Linked DNA regions of Capra hircus: region 2 is linked to region 1. The links are chromatin contacts, called in public Hi-C maps. All regions are on one chromosome and are shown on one strand. The core of a region is the stretch at or near the end of the contact, and the rest is flanking DNA. Distances in the headings are between cores, read along the strand shown.

What was found. Hi-C and Micro-C count contacts between places; a contact is called where the count stands out from the background.
Region 2: a contact with region 1 is called in a Hi-C map of blood, with 13 times the contacts expected there. The contact joins two enhancer-like sites. A contact is called at or near these places in 2 of 5 Hi-C or Micro-C datasets (both in blood).

Annotation. Positions count from the first base shown.
Region 1 is chr10:36,292,712-36,298,537 of ARS1.2, forward strand. No RefSeq gene overlaps it. Among named protein-coding and RNA genes, the nearest start is that of CDKN3, 20 kb to the left of the region's middle. Within about 2 kb of position 2,175, at least 2 of the 5 cell types and tissues checked have an H3K27ac peak or open chromatin away from gene starts, as enhancers often do.
Region 2 is chr10:37,328,785-37,334,610 of ARS1.2, forward strand. No RefSeq gene overlaps it. Among named protein-coding and RNA genes, the nearest start is that of DDHD1, 120 kb to the right of the region's middle. Within about 2 kb of position 3,742, at least 1 of the 5 cell types and tissues checked has an H3K27ac peak or open chromatin away from gene starts, as enhancers often do.

The sequences.
Region 1 (5,826 bases), core at 925-3,424:
TTGAAATAACTAAATGTCTTCGGGAGCCAGGAGTATGATTTCTGCCAGCAGGTGGAATTGAAGCTTGAGATAGAGAATATGCAGAGAAGACTTACTAGTCTCTCTGGACCTCAGTCTTTTCATCTGGCAAAGAGAAGGGCCATTCAGAGTCCCTCCTTCAGAGGGTTATTGTGAGGGTTAAATGAATTGATAGGTGCACAGCACTTAGAATGGTGCCTGCCACACAGCCAACCACAAATATTAGCTCTCATTATCTGCGGAATGGACACATATGCAAATACATACCTCAAGCAAACAAGCCGAAAGACAGAAAGTGATGGGAATATAAAGACAATGCTTGCCACCTTTTCCTATTGTAGGGCTGTGCTTCTGTGCAAGTGAACTAGGAAATTGGAGTTCCTGCCCTTTGGAGCTTTCAGTTTATGAAGCAATCAAACTTCTGACAATTCCTACTACTGTTGCTCAAGCTGAATTATTAGTAAATGTTGACTGCATGCTAAATGAATTCAGACAGTGGCACTGACAAGGCTGGCTTGCATTTCAGGCATGGTTTTTAGGTCTTTGCATGTGGAGGGTGCTGGGATCTCCCCATCAACTTTGTGCATTTATGGGCTTAACTTTATTAATATACCAACATTGGGTAGTCTTCCTGTGACCCCTTCTCTTACTTTTTCTCCATTTTTCTCTATTAGATATTACACATAAAAATATTTCCTGTTCAGTCAACCTTTTTAGTAGTTTAAAAGATTTATTGGTCAATTTCATAATACTGTATCATTGTAAGTGTTATTGCTAGGAATCAGTAGCCAAAATGTGATAAAGTTTTCCTTGTGGCTTCCTGGATTATTCCTACTTTGTCCATCCTAACAGTTTAAGGATTTATAACCATATTATTTTTTTCACCTTTCACAATTCTGTAGTCACAGTTAGTGTCTATCAGTGTCTATTATAGTCCTGTACTATTGGCTTTCAGCCAGCTAATTACTGTTGGAGTGATGTGCAGAGAACTGGCCGCTTTCCTGAGTACTAGCTGCAGCCTTTCTCAATCATCCTGCTTCCCTGTTCCTCACGATTTTCAGGCAGTCATGGTTTTCTTATTTTGTACTCATTATGCAGAAGTTTAAAACTTAGCCCTGTGAAAGGAGCTGAGTGCCTGGTCTGTTTTCTGCCACCCAAACCAAATAAACCTGTAAACGTATAAAGTCTTAAAAAAAAAGTCCACATTACATTGGGAAAAAAATTTTTCCCCCTGATACTGCATCTCCTTTAGGAAATAACCAGACTGGAGGCCTTTGCAGAGCTTAAGTTAGGCCCTTATTCATTAGGATGGTGTTGCACTGATTTTGGAGAGTGCATTACAGAGTCCAGATGCTGCTTCTTTCTGTCTTAATTAGGTGTGTGTGTTGGGGGTGGGGTGTGAGGGGAAGATCACCCTTTCTTCCAAAATACTCATGTTTTTCTCCCATGTTAAAATTCATTCATGACTAAATCATTATAGAGAAGCCTTTGGAAACCTTTTTATTCTGGAGAGTTCTAGGTACAAACACATCCTCCAATGGGATGAATACCAGGCTCCCTTGTCTTTCAAGGGAGAAGGATGTGCTAGGTAATGAGCCAAAAGGCAGGACTCTGCAGGCTTTTTTAGCTCAGACAAAAGCAAACATGAGGATGGGGAGAAGCGCTCCAAAGGCTGCGGCAGGTTGCTCTCAGGAATAGAGAATCAGTCATTTATTTTTAAGCCTTCTATCAACAAGCCTCTATATGATTGTCACTGTTTCTTTTTTTCCCCAGCTTTATTGATATATAGCTGTGTATATATATATATATATATAAATTTTTTTTTTTTAAAGCTGTTTTTGACCCTCAGCACTGGGTAATGGAAATAAGCTACAATTAAGTCCAGCTTCATAAGACAATGCAAGACTCAATAAGGAGAAATTGTTGTCTTTTCTTTTTTTCTTTTCTTAGCACTGTCCTCACTCTGCTTCCCAAATTGCTTTCACTTGGGCAGGAGAGCCCACGGGAGCAAGGTCCCTCCCGCAGCTTGCTGGCTGTGGAGCTAAGCGCCACTGGAATGCAGGGCTGTGAAAACCCGGGCTGGGCCGTCGGCCTGATGGGAAGCCCGGAGCTGCTTGCTGAATTATTACTCCATTCTCAGCCAAAGCAGCGGGAGGCGAGATGATGAGTGAGGGAAAGAGCCCGTGGACTCCAATGTGGGCTGAGGGAACCAAAACAAACACAGAGAAGACAGGCCAATATTTAAATCTGTTTAAAGGATGGAGCATGCAGGAATGTTTGACTCTATTTTGTCTAGCGAACAGATTTCATTTCTTAATAGCCAGGCTAGTTGGCGGAAACCAGCATTGGGAAGGGAACTGTTTTCCTGCCCCTTTGCCCATGCCTCTTGCGGCTCTCAGGGACATCCCCCCCTTTCTTTTTTGGTACTTAGGATGGCCTGCAAGTTGTAGACTAAGTCAGGTTCTGAATGTGTATGCCTGGTACATCCCCCTGTTGTTTCCCTTTCTGGAATAAACTTTGCCTAAGAAAACTGGGGGCGAGGAGAAGACCATGGAGGCTGCAATCAAAGCATTTCACAAATTCTAATTTTCCAGTTTCCAGGCTGCTCATGGCACCCCACTCCAGCACTCTTGCCTGGAAAATCCCATGGTCGGGGGAGCCTGGTAGGCTGCAGTCCTTGGGGTCGCGAAGAGTCGGACACGACTGAGCGAGTTCACTTTCACTTTTCGCTTTCATGTATTGGAGAAGGAAATGGCAACCCACTCCAGTGTTCTTGCCTGGAGAATCCCAGGGACGAGGGAGCCTGGTGGGCTGCCATATATGGGGTCGCACAGGGTTGGACACGACTGAAGCGACTTAGCAGCAGCAGCAGCAGGCTGCTCAGCCCCAGTTGAACAGCATTAATTTGGACACAGAGCCTTTCCTCAGTCCCTTTCCAGCTGTTGAATGTGCTTTTCTCTGGGTGGTGGTGGTTTTTTTTTTAATCCCTCCCTTGGATATTTTTTTAAATGATTTTTTTTTTTTTAATGACTGCACAGCGTCCTGTGGTGAAAGTGCTGTGTCCTAACCACTGGATCGCCAGGGAATTCCCTGATTTTGTTCTTTTATTTTTTTTACCACCTCTAACAGATCTTCATTCTTCCTGTATCGCCCCACTTTCCCACTCCAGACCCCCCTCTCAGACTCCCACTGCATTTTCAAACATGTCCTGACATGTTCAGCTGCAGTTGCCAGCTTTCCCCCAGCCTCCTGCCACTGTCACTGGCCAGGGGAAGCCAGTCGTGTACCTCCTTGATCTGCTGTTTTATGACAAGTGGAAAATTCTGAAAGAGATGCGAATACAAGACCATCTGACCTGCCTCTTGAGAAATCTGTATGCAGGTCAGGAAGCAACAGTTAGAACTGGACATGGGACAACAGACTGGTTCCAAATAGGAAAAGGTGTACGTCAAGGCTGTATATTGTCACCCTGCTTATTTAACTTCTATGCAGAGTACATCATGAGAAACGCTGGGCTGAAGGAAGCACCGGACTGGAAGAAACACCAGCTGGAATCAAGATTGCCGGGAGAAATATCAATCACCTCAGATATGCAGATGACACCACCCTTACGGCAGAAAGTGAAGAGGAGCTAAAAAGCCTTTTGATGAAAGTGAAAGTGGAGAGTGAAACAGTTGGCCTAAAGCTCAACATTCAGAAAACAAAGATCATGGCATCTGGTCCCATCACTTCAAGGGAAATAGAGGGGAAACAGCAGAAACGGTGTCAGACTTTATTTTTTTGGGCTCCAGAATCACTGCAGATGGTGACTGCAGCCATGAAATTAAAAGACGCTTACTCCTTGGAAGAAAAGTTATGACCTACCTAGATAGCATATTCAAAAGCAGAGACATTACTTTGCCAACTAAGGTCCATCTAGTCAAGGCTATGGTTTTTCCTGTGGTCATGTATGGATGTGAGAGTTGGACTGTGAAGAAGGCTGAGCGCCGAAGAATTGATGCTTTTGAACTGTGGTGTTGGAGAAGACTCTTGAGAGTCCCTTGGACGGCAAGGAGATCCAACCAGCCCATTCTGAAGGAGATCAACCCTGGGATTTCTTTGGAAGGAATGATGCTAAAGCTGAAACTCCAGTACTTTGGCCACCTCATGCGAAGAGTTGACTCATTGGAAAAGACTTTGATGCTGGGAGGGATTGGGGGCAGGAGGAGAAGGGGACGACCGAGGATGAGATGGCTGGATGGCATCACGGACTTGATGGACGTGAGTCTGAGTGAACTCCGGGAGATGGTGATGGACAGGGAGGCCTGGCATGCTGTGATTAATGGGGTTGCAAAGAGTCGGACATGACTGAGCGACTGAACTGAACTGAATACTTTTCAGTGACTGGATGGATACCAAGTATTTTAATGAATACTAGATGATCATTCAAACACATATTCTGTCCTTACAATAACATAATAAGATGGAATGTTGGTTAACAGCGTGTGTGTGTATACACACACCCTCATTTTGGTCTATGAGGAGACCTTATTACCCAAAAAGGACACAGAGACAAATCTCTGTTTGCTATGATTGTTCCAGAAAGTTGCCACTTTCACTTTCTTTTTATATCTTTCACTTTAAGGAGCGTGTTGGAGAACCTAGTTTATCATGGGTGGCATGGGGTTCTAGGATGGTAATTTTTCAGTCACGCTATTAATGAAAGTAGACACGGTTCAGGCTTAGTTCATGGTTCAGGCTTAGTTCCTTCAATAGTAGAAAGCAATCTAGGCTCATAACTGTAGAGGGCGCTCATGTCTTAATAATAGCATTGCCATTGTCACTAGAAGCAGCAACCAGGTGGTGGGAAGAGAGCATCTTTTTATTACTAGACTATTTTATGGGAAAGGATATAAGGCACGTTTGATTTTCATATTATCCGTCTAATTTGTTTTTCTTATGAATAAACTCATCTTCTAATTTGCATCCTTTGGTTACAGTTTTGTTAAAAGTGCATGAGCCCTGCCCAGTGAGAATTCACCTCTTCAATATTTCATACCTTGTGTTGCTTCTGCCCCTTGGCAACTGGTACCGTGTGTGCAGGGAGCTATAGGTGATCTTCCCCAAATGGCAACTGGAGCAGGACACCCTCTGGAATAGAAGCCTTTAGTGGTTTTTGATCTCATTTAGAATGGACCCCTCTCTTCTCACTGTGCTGACCAAGGCCTTGTAGGATATAGCAACCTCTTTTGACTTGTCAACCTTGCTGCTGCCCCTCACTCCTTGCTGCTATCCAGGCCGACTCTGGGACAGTTTATGCCAAGTGGTCCATACTCTGTGTGTGTCTGCTCAGTGAGCCCATCCACCCGCCATCTCATGGCTGGCTAGTATCCACTTCTTAGTCCCTTGCTTTATATAAATTCCTCAGAGAGACTTTCCTCTTTGTCTACCCTACCTAAAATAGGCCTTTCCACTCAGCTCTTTTTTAACTAGGAAAATTTGAATTGCATTATGATTCACCTAACATTTGACATTGTAGTGAATTTTAGTGTGGAATTCGCCATTGAAAATGTACAATCCAGTAGGTTTTAGTATATTCACGAGATTGCACTGTTATCACAATTACCTAACGTCAGAACATTTCCACCACCCTAGAAAGCAACTGCATACTATTAGGAAGTCACTCCTCACCCCTCATTCCTCTCGGCCCCTCCATCCACAAATGTCTTTATGGATTCTACCTTCTGTATGGATTTGCCCCCTCCTGGACATTTGATACCCACCTCTTTGAACCATTAAAAAACCCTGTTTGTTTTGTTTCTGGCACAT
Region 2 (5,826 bases), core at 2,492-4,991, 1.0 Mb after region 1:
ACTCTGCCTGCAGGAGACACAGGTTCCAGAGGAGATTAGGGGCAAGAATCTGAACTGGCAGCTGAGCTACGTGGTGAGGGTAGGTGTTGCAGGAGAGTGCGGGAGGGCTATTAGCAGGAAAGAGGAGAGGGATTGGGCATGCAGAAACAGTAGCCCCTATACCGAGCAAGCCAAGTCTCATTCTTTATGAAACACTTCACTTTTAATATTCTAGATTTAGTCCCCAAGTAGAGAGTAAACCAATGTTAAGTGGCTGACATCTGAATTATGCAGAAGTTTTCTCAAAGAGGAAAAATAATGTAGCAGTTCAGTGCTTGGGCTTTGGGGTCAGACTACCTGGGTTTGAATCCTAGTGTCTAGCCACCTTCAACTTTTCTGAGCTTCAGTTTCTTCATCAGTAAAGTGGGGAGGATGTTTACTTGTGCCAGGATGCCTTTGGTGATGAGTCATAAAACCCAACTAAGTAAGAGAACTTAATGTTTTATATTATTGAAAAGTCCAGTGGTAGAGAAGGGTTCAATGCTCAAGGATTTCATGAGCGTCTTTGCGTTGTCTGCTCCGTTCTTTGGAGCGTCCACATCATTCCAAGGTTGGATGCACTCTGGTAACAAGATGGCTACCAGAGGCTTCTGGAATTTCATGTTTTCTCATTTATATTCAATAAACAGAGGAATCTCTTCTCAAGTCATCTAATAAAAAGCCTGGGCTTTCCTTCTTTATTATTTTTGTTCTGTTTTATTTTTTTAGTCGCACACCATGCAGCCATGTGAGATCTTAGTTTCCTGACCAGGGATGGAACCTGTGCTCCCTGCCTTGGAAGTGTGGAGTCTCAACCCTTAGACCACCAGGGAAGTGCTAGGCTTCCCATTAATATGACCAACTTTATCCACATGCCACCTCTTTGGCAAAAGAGATGGCTCTAAGACAGCAAAACATAATGCAGATGAGCATAGAGAATGCGGAGGGGACAACCACAATCTCCAAATCCGTTATATTATATCGTAAAGTTAATCTGCGTATTCATTGTATGTGAAATGCTCAGTGGGTGCCTGGCAGATGTGTCAAATGTGTGTGTGTATGTGTGGGAGAGTGCGTGCACGTGTATGTATGTAGAAAGGGAAGTCTAGAGCTAGAGACAGAACTCAAGATAGAGATAAAATCTTTAAGACCTAAAGAAGCTCTACCTTAAAAGTTATAAGACCAATATAGAGAGTATTTAAGTATAAGAAAATCTAATAATTATTTTTCTCATGATAATTTTGATCAGGCTTTTCATTTATCAAATACTGGATTCTTTTTCAGTATTTTTGGTACCATGCTTAAGAGCAGCTTAATCTGCTTCCTTGATAACCTAACATAATGTATATGTGTAGGTAGCTAGAAGATGAAAGATAGATATATAAATGGATAGGGGATACATTTTAACTGCTCACATATGTTAAAGCCTCCTTAAGTATAGATACAAGGTTAATTTGTTATAGGTTGGATTCCTGGTTTAGGAAGATTCCATATGCTGCAGAGTAGCTAAGTCCGTGTGTCACAACTACTGAGTCCGTGCTCTGGAGCCTGTGAACCCCAATTACTGAGCCCGAGTGCTGTAGCTACTGAAGCCCACACACCCCAAACCCTGTGCTACGCAATGAAAGAAGCCACTGCAATGAGACGCACAACCAAGAGAAACCCATGCAGAGCAACAAAGACCCAGCACAGTCAAAACTAAATGAAAAGATTAATTTGTTAGAATGTTATCTACATTCTGAGGGTGCCTCAAAAATGACTCTTCTTCTGAAGACAGGTTACAGACTTCTACAACTGGAAGAGGCAATAGAAATCATTATGCCAATCACTTTCCAGATGAGGGAATTTAGATTAAAGAGATCCCTTAGCCAGAACCACAGAGTTGGTAAGTAGCAGAATGAAACCAGGCCTCAAATGTCATAACATCCAGCAGAGCTCTTCTCCACAAGATGATCCCGTCGTTCTTGGGAATATTAAATTTCTTAGCAAACAAGATCTTCATAAATGGTAAATTTTCTTTCAATCTGCCCCAAGCAAAAAATGACTACTGTGAAATTAGTAAAGCTCAAATAATGTAGACATTGTCATCCAAGTGGGACAGGCAACTTGGAAGAAGTTTACTTAATACAAGTTCTGAGAAACATGGTTAGCTATATTATTATTGGTGTTGTTGTTTGTCAATAATGCTGAGAAATGGCATGCTAATTAGCAGGGGACAAATTATGGCTATAGTTTTTTTTTTCCCTAAAAGGTAAATAGTATGTTTTGATAAATCATGTCCGCAAGAACATTTTCTATTCTATTTTTCACTCTCCTACCTATAAGTTGGTGCTCAAGTGAGGATCTAGGTTTTAAATTGCTCTGAAATAAAAGGCTACTTTAGATATGAAACATTCCATGGAGAAAACCCAATATCCCACTTTTCCTGAGTACTCTGTTATTCTCACTTATGGGCAGGCATAAAACACTTAGGGAAACTGGACCTGGTACAGAAACTAGTCAGAGTAAACAAGATTAGAGGATAAGATTTCAAAAACCTGTCACCAATTTTAGCTTCCAAGCACATCACCAAAACTTAAATATTCAACAACTTAAGCAGACCCTCTCAACAACTGAGGTTAGCTTCCACAAATCCTTCTTCAGTTGACTAGCCACAGAACAAGAGCAGAATCTCACAGAGAAAAACCTCTTCTATCACCACACCCAACCAGCTTAGATCTGATCCTAATACCAAAAACCTAAAAATCAACAGAAAAGAATCCGTGTGCTTTTGGAGCCAATTCTTTTTTTTGGGTAAGATGCCTTCCTCCTACCCAAGCAAAGTGGCAGAATCCACTGAATGCTGCCTTGCACGCTCCTTGTCGTCAACCTGCCCTTTAGCAGAACACTGAATGCCCTTTTTCTGCTGTAAGACAGATACTGAATCACCGCATTATACTCTCTGACCCTGCAGGGCCGGGGTACAATATTATAATGTCAAACTGGGGTCTGAAAAGACCTTTGTGTGGGATGAGACCAGACTCTAAAGATAGCAGAGCTGCTGAGTCACTTAGGGTGATGACCACAGATGGTGCTGCTGCACTCAGCTCCCTGGGGGAAGCTGGTGTCAAAAGCCCCTGGTAACTCTCTGGGCTAATTATGGCGGGTGGGAGGGTGACCTTGGAACAAGCTGTACTTAACCCAGAGATCAGAACGCCTAAGGGAAGAAACCCAAGTTGTAAACTCTAATAAATAAAATTTTTAATTTGCTGACTTAATAAAAGCATGCTATTGCATGACAGGTAGTTCTCCTTAGAAACAGGTGCATTGTAATTTTTTTTAAATATTAAATCTAAAGAGAGTTACAGGATAGATGGCAGCCTGGAAATACGCTGATGTGTCCTGGCAGAATTTCAGACATAATGGTTTTTTTCTCTTTGTAAACCTTCCATCAGTGGGAAGGCAAACCCTGCCAAAAGTGAGGAACCCAAGCTGGAGGCGGTGAGACTCCACCACGCAGACGGTGGCCACCGGCCAAGACTCCAAGGCCAAATCGGAAACAACCACGTTGAGTTCATTAAAACAACGAAATGATCAAAGGCGTGCAAGCCTTCACAAAGGCAAAAATTAATCTGTTTAATACTTGGCTAAATTTTCATCTGTTGAAGTAAATTTGAAACGAAATTCATCAAACTCTCTCTCTTCCTGTGGAAAAATCCTTTGAGTTCCCCAGGATGTCCAGAAGATGGCAGAAGCGTTCTTTCTATTCTCGGGACCTGGTGACAGCTCTGTCTACAAAATTCATGTTGAATAAGTATATCTCGGTATAAATATACATTTGCAGGATATCAGGAATTATATCCAAACAAGAATAAGCTGAACCTCGAGTGACAATCTCATTTTGAAGGAGGCAATGTCCCAGGGGAACAGTAAGCATCAAAAAAATAAAAATTTAAAAATCCTAGCTATCAGTGAAATGGCCAAAGGAAGAACCACAGCCCAGTAAGTCAGACACTATTCATGCACCTCTCATGACCTCTGTGAAACTCACTCTTTCCCAGACCTACCCCTCTTTTTCCTCCCCTTCATTAATCCTTAAAGACTTGTGCATACTGCCCAGTTATCAGAAACCTGTAGCCTCTCCATCAAGATGATGAAGCTGGAAGATGTACAGGGAAATTCCCTACTTCAAAAACTTCTAGCCTGCCCCTGCCTCCTCCACAAGGTCAACCTACATACGCAGAGATTTATCCATTACCCTGAACATTATGAATATAGGATTCCTGTTGGACAAACTGAAGCTGGGGTAGGATCTCAGATGCCTCAATCTCCTGAGAGAACAGTGTGCAAAATATCAACACAGCCCATCGTGAGTAACACTTATTAAAAATTCATAGAAATTCATGAAAAGTCTTTCGCTATTAATTTCATGAACTGAAAACATTTATTCCAACCAGATCAAAGGAGCGGGGGGAAATGTTTTCTATGGCTCCAATTTCAGACTCCGGTATGAAATGAATCAATAGTAGCTAGGAGGAGTGAAATCAAAGATTTCCTTTTCAACAGTAATAAATCCAGTCAAGCTCTATTTGGCATGGCACTTGACATGGCTTGTAAATTCTGAAGTTGCTCAATTATGTATTTCAATAGTAATCCCTTACAAAATTAATAGGAAGTGCTAAATTAGGACAAATGGCCTCCAATGGGATCCAGATGCTTAAGCCTAGACTAGGTAGAAAGTGTGAAAAAATTAAGAACTCTCCTGATTCTCTCTCTGAGTTTCTTGGAGGAGCCAGAGTTCCTCAAGCATGGAATGTTAATACTTGGGAAGCATGTGTTATGGAGCAGCCCGAGTCCCAGCTGTGTTTATACTCCGATTCCAAAATATCTGGGCCTGGAAGGAGAACTGGTAGCGTGAGGAGGGACACGGGAGCCTGCTGGGACAGACTGATTTCAAGAGGAAAGAAAGAAACTGCTTCAACACACAGAGAATAGTATCTGTCACTCACTCTGCCTGCTTTGCAGCCCCACTCCTGAGCTTGCATCTGATTCCCAAGAGGGTGGAGAAAACGCTGAAACATGGCAACGGTGTTGGTCTCCTTTGCAGTGGTGGTTGTGTGAATGATGGTCACAACACAAAGGGCAGCAGAGTATCATTAAAAAGTCTGCAGATAACAAATACTTGAGAGGGTGTGAGAAAAGGAACTCTCCTACACTGTTGGTGGGAATGTAAATTGTGCAGTCACTATGGAGAGCAGTATGGAGGTTCCTCAAAAAACTAAAAAAAGAGTTGCCATATGATCCAGCAATTGACTTCTGGGTATAAACCAGACATAGCTATAATTGAAAAAGATACATGCATCCCTATGTTCATAGCCCCAGCACTATTCACAAGAGCCAAGACATAGAAACAACCTAAATGTTTATCAACAGAAGAATGTATAAAGAAGACATGGTACATATATACAGTGGAATATTACGCAGCCATAAAAAATGAAGTAATGCCAGTTGTTGCAACATGGATGGACTGAGAGGCTATCATACTAGGTGAAGTCAGGCACAGAAAGACAAATATCATATGATATCACTTATATGTGAAATCTAAAATATAACACAAATGAATTTATCTGTGAAACAGAAACAGACTCACAGACACGGAGAACAGTCTTGTGGTTGCCAGTAGGGAGGGGACTGAGGCAGGAGGGATTAAGAGTTTGGGATTAGCAGATGCAAACTAGTATATACAGGATGGACAAAAACAACGTCCAACTGTATAGTACAGGGAACTACCCAGTATCCTGTGATAAACCATAATGGAAAAGAATATGA